Linked DNA regions of Bombyx mori: region 2 is linked to region 1. A link is a contact called in public Hi-C data. All regions are on one chromosome and are shown on one strand. The core of a region is the stretch at or near the end of the contact, and the rest is flanking DNA. Distances in the headings are between cores, read along the strand shown. Region 1 overlaps LOC101742436. Region 2 holds the start of LOC101742436.

Region 1 (6,578 bases), core at 3,217-5,716:
TAGATGTGGAATATGCCGAAAGGACAATGCTCATTTTCTATGGGCGTTTGGGCCCCTAAAAAAAGTTGTCCTGTCATGATGGTTTTAACTTAATTTGATAGACAAAGAAATATCGTTTCATATTCAGAAAACGATTTTTATATTCTCACCCAGGCTTAAGAGAAATCTGTTTTTTTCTGCAGCTAAAATTAAGTTGTTAATTGTTTTCTTTGAAATCAATAATCGCTCTCATAATTATTTACAGTATTAAATAAGTTAATTGTGGTTAATGTTGCTAGAAATAAACCCTTACGTACATTTTATTATTATTATATCCTCATAATAATAATAAAATGAAATGACCGGCAACGATATTGTTGTTGTTGTTTTTAAATTCACCAATAAGCAGGCAAAGAGCGTAGCCTATACAGCCTAGTCGGTCGTAGTAATATATTTTTTATGTCAATAAAAAGCCGGTGTATCTCTTTATTGCTTTTTGGGAGTTTTGACGTCAACTCGACGAATACCACATTGACTGAGCATGAGCTTACGCAGACCTTTTATACACAATATTACAAATACAAATAATACAAATTACACAATAAACTATTAAAAAAACATTAAAATAAAAATTCAAGTGACGCTTCACTCGGGTTGTTGCCAAAACTCTCTGATCATATATAATAAGAATAGAGTAATGGTAGGCCATTGATATTTTTACTAATGGAATCATTAATATCTAAAAATATTAAATAATTCATGGTTTTAAGTAATAATTATTATTACAATAAATATAGAATTGAACAAAAATAAACTAAGAAGCCTGTGAATTATAAGCATTAGCTATTTGTTTTTTAATTTGTTGTTCAAGTCACAAACAACTCTTTCGTTTGACAGCATATAAGTTTGCTATAAGGCTGTATGGGATAAGCCCTTTGCCTATTGGCGAATTAAAAAACTATGGCATGGATAGTTTTGGGATGTTATCAATTAAGTAATTTATTTTTTTGGAAAACAATGCCAGGTTGAAAGAAATGTTAATACAGAAACTAAACAACGTGAAAAAATAAGGCATAGTTTTTCAAGTACAAATAGTTATGACATAAAGTTGGCCCACTTTTGGGCATTGTCCTTTCAACGCTTAACCATTTTAACCAATCTTTTTTTCTTGACTACGTCAACTTTGACTTGACATTGACAGGTTTGATCGTTGACAGCAAGTGACAAGCAAAATGTTGCCACTATAAAAAAAATAACTCACAAATTTATTCAGACAGCAAGAATAGTAAAACAAAAATTTTTTTTTTTGCCCTTGTAAGCAGACAAGTACACGGTCCATCTGATGGTGAGTTGTAAACTCTAAATTAACCCACAGACACTGCCCACTGAGTTTCTCGCTGGATCTTCTCAGTGGGTCGTGTTTCCGATCCGGTGGTAGATTCTGCGAAGCACTGCTCTCGCTAGGCCCAGTGCTAGCAACGTCGTCAGATTTGAGCCCCGTGAGCTCACCTACTAGTTAAGGTTACGCTGAAATATCCTCTCAAAGTTAAGGTAGGTAAAAAAAAATCTTTATAGAGGGATCGGTGTACCTTCATAAACAATGGCGTGGACATCTGCGCGACACTGGTCACCTGTATGAGGGACTCGTCCATCTCCGACATCCGCGGCACCTCCACGGGAGACACCTTCAGCTTGGGGCACTGCTTCCTCGAGAGCTGCTCTTCGTCAGAGTCCGACGGCGGTGGGCGGATCTGACAATTAAATAAACTAAGATTATTAAAAAAAAAACTGTAGATTTTTTTCTTTGATTCAAGTCAAAGTGGCTTTGCGTTTTATATACTACTAGCGGCCCGCTCTGGCTTCGCTCGGGTCTTTAACAAAAATCTCAACAATATTTGACGTTGTTTTATTTTTTTAAATAAAAGAGCACTTATTGCGGTATAGCTATAATAGTTTTTTGTAAATAATAATGTGTTCTACAAAGTCGTAGTACATTATTTTATTCTATCATCAATAGTTTTCGCAGGGCACGCGATGTAAAGAATATTTTAGGTAATTTTTTTACACCTTGGGTTACATTATTGGAGTTTTAGTAAGGATCGCTAATTTTTTTCAAAAAATTAGCCGGGAATAGTGTAGCTTCCAAACAGTAACATTTTTTTCAAATCGGTTCAGTAGTTTCGGAGTCTATTCAATACAAACAAAAAAACAAATCTTTCCTCCTTATAATATTAGTAGGTATAGACTAGCCGTACTCACTAGCTTCGCTGGGCATTTAAAATTAACATTAATATTCATTGTCATTATTATTAGGGAGTCCAACACTTATATAAATATTAGCCTATCCATTAAGTACATGTATTTTCTACATGGATACCAAGTTTCAAGTCAATCGGATGCATGGTTCAGTAGTTAGGTATAACGGAACATCCCTAAAAACCACTGTAGATTAATATATTAGTATAGAGGTATATAGTAATGAATAAACAAAAAAGGTTTTTACTGGCAATCTAACTTGAATGCTAGTTTTTTCTTTTAGGAATAAATAAATATTTACTAACAATCACGCCACGTTAACTGGTCCCGTGCTAAGTTCGTAAAGAACTTGTGTTACAGGTACCAGATAACAAATATAAATGTAAGATTTTTATTATACACATACATATATTTAATATACATCCATAACCCTGGAAAAGACATTTTATATTTATCATACAAATATCTTCCCTTGGCGGGATTCGAACCCGCGACCCCCTTGTGTAGTGACCATGTCACTTACCACTACACCAGACGGCCGTTTTGAAGTAATGAGGGATTACTTATGGCACGGAGGCCTTTCCAGCTTCACCAGGACCTGGCATCTGAATATATCTATTACCGGATCGATATCACGACCCACTGAGAAGATCAAACTTCGCTAATTTTGACCACCTTTAATATTTCAATTACGAATGATATAAATGCAATTTTAAATAACGTTTTTTTTTTTCTAAGATAACTTAAGGACGTATTTGTAGTATGTATAAGTACTTTTCCTTTCATGTTAATTTTAAGTCATTATGTGATTTCAATAAAGTTTTTTACTTTCACTAAATGTATAAACTCGCGTGTTCCGTCAAAAGCTTTTCAAATATAATCCTTTTCAATTTACTATATGGATGTATAGTTGACAATGTAAGTTTCCTAAAGAACGAATACACGGCGGACTGTTTACGGAGGCAGCGAAATATTATACACCGGGTAACTGCATTACGATTACGGGTAATCGGTAATACGATCGCTCGGGTTTCTTTATAATGTGACATCAGCGCGAAATGCATACGTGAGAGAATGAGGACTCCCAGGTGTGCGTGTGTCTCCAGCAAGTCCTACTGCCGGTTGAACTTATGGGATTATGGTGGAATTTTAAAAATAACAATAAAAATAAGGAGGGGGTCGGTCAAGTCACACGCGGTAACCTGGCCCCTAAAAAGGTATCTACCGGAATCGGAGATTGTTTTTTTTTTATTACCTAGATGTGTGGACTAGCTCACAGCCAACCTGGTGTTAAGTGATTACTGGAACCCATAGACATCTACAACGTAAATGCGCCACACACCTTGAGATATGAGTTCTAAGGTCTCAGTATAGTTACAACGGCTGCCCCGCCCTTCAAACCGAAACGCATTACTGCTTCACGGCAGAAATAGGCGGGGCGGTGGTACCTACCCGTGCGGACTCACAAGAGGTCCTACCACCAGTAAAAATGATATACAAACGTATACACGTTTAAATATATGCATAATATATAAGATAATAAACACACAGACTGAGAGCCAAACAAATCTATTCATCACATGAACGTTTGAATCGAACGCACGGAAAGCTTGCGAAAAGCTTGCATCGCCTACTCATCTCGAAATATCTTGTTTTGTTGGGTTTTTTTCCTACCTAAGCTAATGATCTACAGAGACTATGTCAGCGTCGCCGGGCTAGTAGGTGAGCTCACGGGGCTCAAACCTGACGACGTTGCTAACACTGACCCTAGCGAGAGCCGTGCTTCCCAGTATCTACCACCGGATCGGAAACGCAACCCACTGAGAAGATCCGGCGAGAAACTCGGTGGGCTGTGTCTGTTGGGTTAATTTACTCGTCGAGTCCTTCGTCGCAAGTGACAGGTTCGACGAGGACGATGACCGGCTCGAGGCTTGAGCTACCTAAAAGCACCGTTAATGGATCGGGAGGATCCGAAATGACGTCCGTAGGATCAGGAATGTAGTTACCGGCGGCCACGATGAGAGGGTTCTCGTGTCGTGCCGCTTTATCGAAATGACGCATTGATGCCGACTGTAGATACTTACTGATGGGCTCTAGGTCCAGGTCGTCGTGAAGGTCGACGTTCCTGACGAACCACGGGGGTTTTGTTCGGCGATTGTCTAGGAAATATCGCACGCAGTTACAAGATCGCCTATTGTGTATGATCTTCGACCTGTCCCGGGATCAGATCGTGTTAGGACCCAGTGCTGTTAGGACGCCCGCCGCACACTAGGACAGCATCAACGGTCTCCACACACATCATCCAGGGGACCGAGTCCAGTCAGATACCGACGACTTATACGTTTCCGCAACAAATCTGTAAGTCCAAAGCGCTCACCTTCCTCGGACGTCCTGGCCCACGTCTCTTGGTGGTAACTGGAAGCGGCGATGGCGACCGCGTCTAGAATTTGAAAACGACAAATGATTAAGACAACGTACAGATACTGGTGGTAGGACGTGTTGAGAGTCCGCGCGGGTAGGCACCACCGCCCTGCCTATCTCGGCCGTGAAGCAGTAATGCGTTTCGGTTTGAAGGGCGAGGCAGCCGTTGTAACTATACTCAGACTTTAGAACTCATATCTCAAGGTATATGGCGGTATTTACGTTGTAGATGTCTATGGACTCCAACAACCACTTTACACCAGGTGGGCTGTGACCTCGTCCACCCACCTAAGCAATAAAAAAAAATTGGATATAATATACAGATACCGCCACCTTGCTTATTTATGCTGCAAAGCAGTCATGCCTTCCAATATGAAGGCAATGGGTACATGACACAATTATGACTTGTAATCTCGTCTTAAGGTAAGAAATTTACGATGGAATGTTTGGGGGCTCCGATAACCACTTAACACCGGGTGAAATCTAAACTCCTTCAAATATAAATCTTAGTTTTAAGGACCCACCCTCCGTTTCCTAACTGGTCTGCTGCCATCAGCCGAACGCGTCGTCATCGACAGCCTAGTTTCCGCGCCCTTCGACGTCGCCACGTCCACCTCCTGCTTTGCCAGGATCCCGCTCATTCTGTCTCTGAAGAAGCTGTCTTCGGCCACCTTCAGAGCTTCGAAGCACTTGTGCCCTTGCAAGGCGTATCGTATGATCTTCAGCACCTCGATCCTGCACAGGAGTCTGGTGTCGTCGCTCATCTTCTTGAACAACGGTATCAGGGAGTTCATGAAGAGTTTGTCGTCGTCGAAGTGGTCGTCGGGCAAGATTGAGTTAGCGTCGATCTTGATCTCCAACGACGGGTTCTTGTCTATGACGGTTTGGTTGCATTTGTCCACGGTGTCCGGTCTATCGGTGACCTCCGCTTTGGTTTTTAGGTCGAGCGGTTTATCGATGACCTCGGTTTTGATCTTGGGGATGACGTCCTCGGGCGGAGCGTGTTGCGGCGAGTTGGACACTTCGGAGAATGACTCGTATTTGTCCTGGGAGTACCTTGGCTTTCTGGGAACGAAAATAGCTCCTGTTCAACTCTCATTGATATTATTACGTGATTATCGCACCGGTTTAACCCACAGACAGAGCCCACTGAGTTTCTCGCCGGATTTTCTCAATGAGTCGCGTTTCCGATCCGGCGGTAGATTCTGCGAGGCACTGCTCTTGCTAGGGCCGGTGTTAGCAACACTCCGGTTTGAGCTCCGTGAGCTCACCTACACGTGAGGGCGACGCTGATATAGCCTCTCAATGCTATCAGCATAGGTAGGGGGAAAAAAGCACCGGTTTTGAGATGAGGTCTTTACGTTTCATTGTAGTAATACGGCTTTCAGAGACTTCGAAACCTTCGACTGCTGGTACCAACCAAGGGTCGTGGTGTCTGGCGTATAAAAGCGCAGAAACAAATCAGGTTGAATTGAAAGATGGCAAAGCGTAAGAAACGATACGATTTTTTAGTGCTTAGATAGGTGGAGGAGCTCAGAGCCCACCTGGTGTTAAGTGGTTACTGAAGCCTATTGATATCTACAACGCAAATGCGCCAACCACCTTGAGATATAAGTTCTAAGGCGTCAGTATAGATAGCTACACCGGCTGCCTCGCCCTTCGAACCGAAACGCATTACTGCTTCACGGCAGAAATGGGTGGCGGCATTTACGTTGTAGATGTCTATGGGCTCCGGTAACCCCTTAAACCAGGTGGGCCGTGGGCTCTTAACGCGAATACCAAACGAGAGTAGTACGACCCGAGCACTTACTTGTTCTGTAGCGCCCTCAATAGAAACGACATCTGCCTGTGGTACTGATATCTTTTGCTGTTCGGAGCGCACTGGTCCGGCAGACACTTTCCTTGTCTGTAAGTCTTCGTGT
Region 2 (6,283 bases), core at 3,547-6,046, 40 kb after region 1:
GTCTCGCTAAAACTAGAGAACGGCTGGACCGATTTGGCTAATTTTGGTCTTGAATTATTTGTGGAAGTCCAAAGAAGGTTTAAAAGGCAAATAAATATGAAAATGCTCAGAATTAAATAAAAATAACAATTTTGTTTTCCCTTTGTTGTGTCCCCCGTCGGACGGATTCCTTTTGTTTGTTTTAAGTTTATTTTATACAAAAGTTTAGGTCTTTTATTTATAAATTGAGGCATTACGAAGTCTGCCGGGTCAGCTAGTTGTTTATAATTTTCACCGTTCCATACAAGAGTTTCATAATACAAATGTTTTTTACGCTGTGCTACTTCACACATTACTTGATACTTTTTTGTAGGTACATAAACGAGTGGTTCTCAATATTTTATACTGAACGAGGCACTAACATATTCTTTGAAGATTCGCGACACCATTGGTACATGAAAAATTTATGGTAGTTTAAGTAAAATTTAGAGAAACATTTATCAATTGATAAATAATTCTCTCTCTAATATCAATTGATACATAAGACCTCTCGAGAGTCCGCGCGGGTAGGTACCACCGCCCTGCCTATTGCTGCCGTGAAGCAGTAATGCGTTTCGGTTTGAAGGGTGGGGCAGCCGTTGTAACTATACCGAGATCTTAGAACTTATATCTCAAGGTGGGTGGCGCATTTACGTTGTAGATGTCTATGGGCTCCAGTAACCACTTAACACCAGGTGGGCTGTGAGCTCATCCACCCATCTAAGCAATAAAAAAAATAAAAAATAAAAATTATGTACAGTTAACGTCTAGTAAACATTTGTAGATATATATCTTCATAATTAATGTTCGTAATGGTTTGACCTATGTTGATAGACCACTGTAAATATTGTTAATAATAATACACCGCATCATAGCTGCTGAATCTCTTTCAGAATTTCTATTTTCTGTACTTAAAAAGTTTGTCTGAAAGAGATATGTTTGAGCGATAAATAAATAAATAAATAAAATATAATAAATAAGACCGCCTATCGTACAATTATATTTTTTTTATTGCTTAGATGAGTGGACGAGCTCACAGCCCACCCGGTGTTAAGTGGTTACCGGAGCCCATAGAGGTATGAATTCTAAGGTCTTAGTTTTTACAGTACAACGGCTGCCCCTTGAAACCGTAACGCATTACTGCTTCACGGCTGAAATAGGCAGGGAGGTGGTACCTACCCGTGCGGACTCACAAGAGGTCCTACCACCAGTGAAATTGCCTGTTGCGACTGTTTTTGAATGTTAATTTTGTTTGTTTGGTTTTGGTGTGCAATAAAGTGTATTCTCGCTCTTTCACTCTGAATATTGACCATATATGTACCTCAGATATGCAATTCTCCAAGTCGTTGCGCCCAAAGGATAAGACATTCGGTGCATTCACATGTAGCGATGCACCGGTGTTCGAATCCCGTAGGCGGGTACTAATTTTATCTAATGAAATATGTACTTAACAAATATTCACGATTGACTTCCACGGTGAAGGAATGACATCGTGTAATAAAAATCAAACCCGTAAAATTATAATTTGCGTAATTACTGATGGTAGGACGTCTGGTGAGTACGCACGAGTAAGTACCACCACCCTGCCTATTTTTACCGTAATGCATTTTGGTTCGAAAGGTGCGACAGTCGTTTTACTTTAAAAACTGAGACATTAGAACTCATATCTCAAGGTGGGTGGCGGCATTTACATTGTAGATTTCTATAGGCTCCGGCAAACACTTGCCACCAGGTGGGCCGTGAGCTCGTCCACCCATCTAAGCCCATAAAAGAAAGTCGTCGTAGGTAAAAAAAATCGTATTTGTAATTCTGACCACACACCACACTCGACAGGGGCCAGTGACCGGACTATTAATAGGTGCAATGAGACCTCCTCTGTTTGTGACAGAAAAAGATGTGGCCGTCCACGTAGTGTTCGTACGAAAAAGGTGGTCAAAGCAGTAAGGGAAAGAATTCGAAGAAATCCTGTCCGAAAGCAAAAAAATTTATCTCGGGAGATGAAGATAGCACCTAGAACCATGTCGCGTATTTTAAAAGATGACTTAGGACTTGCAGCCTATAAAAGACGTACTGGTTATTTCTTAACTGATAATTTAAAAGAGAATAGGGTGGTAAAATCGAAACAACTACTGAAGCGGTACGTAAAGGGAGGTCATAGAAAATTTTTGTTTACGGATGAGAAATTTTTACAATCAAGCAACATTTTAACAAACAAAATGACCGTATTTATGCTCAAAGCTCTAAGGAAGCTTCCCAATTAGTCGACAGAGTGCAACGTGGGCACTATCCGATTTCAGTGTGGTTTGGTGGGGTATTAGCTATGAAGAAGTGACTGAGCCATACTTTTGTGAAAAAGGTATCAAAACATCGGCACAAGTGTATCAAGATACCATTCTTGAGAAAGTAGTGAAGCACCTTAACAGCACCATGTTCAATAATCAAGAATAGTCCTTCCAGCAAGACTCGGCGCCAGGTCGGCACTCCCCGACATGTCGCAACACGAAGGTTGAGAGCCGCTGTTTGAAACAAGAAGATATAATACCATTATGTTTTCACCAAAAAACAATAATGCTTTGCGCTTTAAAGATTTTTATTTCATTTGTTTAGCGTATAGACGAGTGGACGAGCTCATGGACATCACAATGCTCCTACCCACCTTGAGATGTAAGATCGAAGTCATGAAGGGGATATGATACAATTTATGAATTTTGAGGAAACCGTGGTAGGTTTCCACTGGTGGTAGAACCCCTTGCGAGTCGCTTCGTTTTCGAAACAAAAAATCCGAATGAAATAATGATGTGATGCTCTGACGTCGTCAAAAGCCCGCGAAAAAATGGCGACGTTCGAAGCATTCCAAGTTCAGAACATTAGGTACATACTTAAAAAGAAACAAACAACAATATTACAATTTTTAATATACATAATAATATATATTGATTTTCCCTCTGAAATATTAAAGCACAATACAATTCGTGAATTAAAAAATGCTTTATATGGCTTTTGAATAGAGTTGAAGTCTGTATGTACTAAGACGACAGAGATTACAGACAAAGATTATTACAAAAGACTAGGTTTTTTTAGACTAAACAAAGACTATTATTAATCTTCAATCTCTCGCCTTCTTAGGTTATAAGCAGATGTCACAAGCTAATGATGAGAGACAATTAGCTGTTATCTTTCAAGAGCACAGTGCGTTAAGTTATAACTGGTGGTAGGACCTCTTGTGAGTCCGCACAGGTAGATACCACCACCCCGCCTATTTCTGCCGTGAAGCAGCAATGCGTTTCGGTTTCAAGGGTGGGCTCGCCGTTGTAACTATACTGAGACCTTGGAACTTATATCTCACGGTGGGTGGTGCTTGGGCGCGCTATTATTTACGTTGTGGATGTCTATGGGCTCCAGTAACCACTTAGCACCAGGAGGGCTGTGAGCTTCGTCCACCCATCTAAGCAATAAAAAAAAAAAAAAAAACTATATAAATAATGAATTTAAATATAAACAAACAAGCTTTTTTCCTATTTGACTTCGATCTTATGTCTTATGGTAATGTCTATTTATGTATGTGCTCCGATGACCAAGGCCTAGACAGCAAGTTTGTTCACTCGAGCTGTCCTTGTTGTGTGTATTTTAATTTATTAAGTAAGCCCATACCTGAGCTTTGGGAAGTCATGATTGGTTTTCAGATAAATAAATGATATTATTTATTTTTCATTGTAAGTCTCACATTTTCTACTTATCCAGCTGAAGTTTGTGTTATTTTTAATATGAGTGTTAAAAAGAAAGACAAACAATCATTCAAGTCTTTTGGGGTTTATGGTATTAAACATATTGAGATACTGTGAAATGCTGATTCCTCATATTCTAACAAAACTCCTTGATCCCAATGTGTATATGTGTGTATAAATGATAGCAATTTCAAAAATTTTCAATGTTCTTAGCGTATAACCGAAAATCTAATTACATTTTAAAATTTTATGGTACACCTGGGATATGTTTTTGGGGTTGATGTGGTGTAAAGTGACAATGTTTTATCTGTATTTTTCAAGTAAAAACAGGCAGTTCTCAACAAATAGACGTCCAACAATTTTCTATGTTCTGTGTCATAGATATTATAAGCATACCATATCAGCTTCTCCAGAAACTCAGCTAGGCACTTCAGACTAGCAATCAAATGAATTCAGTAGCTATAAGCTAAATACAAAAATACAACTCACTAACTAAATAACTAGAAAGTTTTAAACTACAATATACTGTATATTATTTATACCTTACAGATCAGGATGCATTCATACTTGAATTGAGCCATTACCTCTTCAAATTCGTGCGGGGCTTGAATGGATATAAAAAAAATATATTAACTAATAAATAGAGGACCCGTTAATCATGTTTTATTATTTACAAGAATATTACTTGTTAAATACAGAAAAAATTGTTTTCGGTACTTAATTTTTAAAAAGTAAAATTACAGTTTAACTGACTAAGGGGTATTGGATATATAATAGGTATATATTTTATAATTTAGGCAGTTACCTATAATTCGTGTTACAATTTTTAAAAAAATTAAGTGCATTTCCGGTATACTTAGCTGTTTTAAATCTTAATGAGCAGCATAATATTTTAATAACTTACAGGTTTAGTAGACCGACTGTTTACCTCGTCTTCAATTTGCAACGAATACACGAATAACATTTTTTTAAGTTTAATTTAGATTTATTGTTTCAAATCTTTGAAGTACAATATTATTGTGCGAGCATTCCTCAAGCCCTCAACTCAAATATTAAGTGTATAATCTATGATTATGTGTTATCTATGACAGTGAGGACTTTTTGGCGGGAGCGCGAGGAGTGAAGTTGAATGATTTGTTTTATTTTGTCTATTTAGTGTTTCCTCAGGTTTAAATGTGTAAAAACGATGGTTTCTTAACTATTTAATATCTGTGAAAGTGCACAAATGTGGGAAAATGAAACAAAGCTTCTGGACGTAACTTCTCATGATCCTCCAAAAAGTCCACTGAAAATATCTCAGTAAATGACCACCATTTTACTGAGATTATAATCGCAACTCACTTTCATTTAATTTCATCTCAGTTGATTAATGTCTCAAATAATCATCCTCATTTCATTTCATTTCTATCATTTTTATAAAAATAAGAATATACATAAATATAGGTCTACCAGGATCTGATCGCAAAAAGGGAAAAAAGAAATTGACGCTAGCAATATATAGGAAATTGGAGTAAAACGTTTTGATACTTTTTTTTTCTTATAGTGGCTGATTGTGTGATACATGCAAATATAAAAGTTTATGCAATGATCAAGGATAATTTTTGAAAATCTTATTGTGACGAATGTGGGGTTCGAAATTTAGATGAAAACTCTGTTCACGAATTTATTAATTAATTTATTAAATGGTTCCAAATACTGCACATCCATAAAAATATCTTCATCGGAAGAGGAAGACGAGGAAAGCGCAGTATTTTTGCCACCTTTCCTCTTTTTACCTTTGTACTAAATACGCCTCTGCTAGATCTGCTTTCAGCAACAATTCGTCTTATGGTAGTATTAGAAACACCTGAAATTAACCAAAGTTTAGTATACATAATACACACGAAAATGCAATAAACCAAAGTATCAAGACGTGTCATTCCTACTAACCAGTCGACGCTTGCACATGGCTGAATATCGATGATTGTATTTGTTCTGCACCTTGTTCATCAAATATTCTTTGAATCATTCACATTGAAAACAATATTTCTTGCTTGCGATAGAAGAGGTTTCTTCGACATTTTCGCCACATTTTAAAGGAAATTTGAATTCCTCGAAATTTCAGTTTTAACAGATGTCATTTTTTTTGTTGTAAAATCGCTATTTTTTCCCTTTTTTGCTATCAGATTCTGGTAGACCTATAGTTACCGTCGGCCACGATGAGAAGGTTCTCGTGTCGAGAATAGCTATCACAACGAAAGTGCTGCCAGGCTAGAAATATCAATGTCTCTATTGTGTTTAGCTTTAATATCTATCCCATCAATTGTGCTTGTGCCAAGCCTCACTTCGCGAACTACAGAACAGCTGTCAAGGCTTTAATAATCAAAACGTTTTACTCCAATTTCCCCAATATTGCTAGTGTCAATTTCTTTTTTCCCTTTTTGCCATCAGATCCTGGTAGACCTGTAATTATAATAAGACATGACCTAAAAGTCTTAGTTACCAGGTCATAAAATCCCTTAAAAAAATCCTTTAACTATTAATAGTTAGACTAATCTGTG

The links. A called contact is a pair of places that touch in the nucleus more often than the background predicts.
Region 2: a Hi-C map of posterior silk gland shows a contact between it and region 1, with 1.5 times the contacts expected there. The contact joins the promoter of LOC101742436 here to the enhancer-like site in region 1. A contact is called at or near these places in 4 of 7 Hi-C or Micro-C datasets (midgut, posterior silk gland and whole pupa).

What each region holds. Positions count from the first base shown.
Region 1 is chr24:7,829,580-7,836,157 of ASM3026992v2, forward strand. LOC101742436 reads right to left here. Exons shown (of 7, transcript XM_062675747.1): 3 at 6,467-6,578; 4 at 5,181-5,721; 5 at 4,613-4,675; 6 at 1,569-1,730. The coding sequence starts at 6,498. Among protein-coding and RNA genes, the nearest start is that of LOC101742289, 13 kb to the left of the region's middle. Within about 2 kb of position 4,467, at least 3 of the 8 cell types and tissues checked have open chromatin away from gene starts, as enhancers often do.
Region 2 is chr24:7,869,525-7,875,807 of ASM3026992v2, forward strand. It overlaps LOC101742436, which reads right to left and starts at 4,797. Exons shown (of 7, transcript XM_062675747.1): 1 at 4,648-4,797; 2 at 4,328-4,347. LOC101742580 (methylosome subunit pICln) reads left to right here and starts at 5,387. Exons shown (of 6, transcript XM_004923103.5): 1 at 5,387-6,283.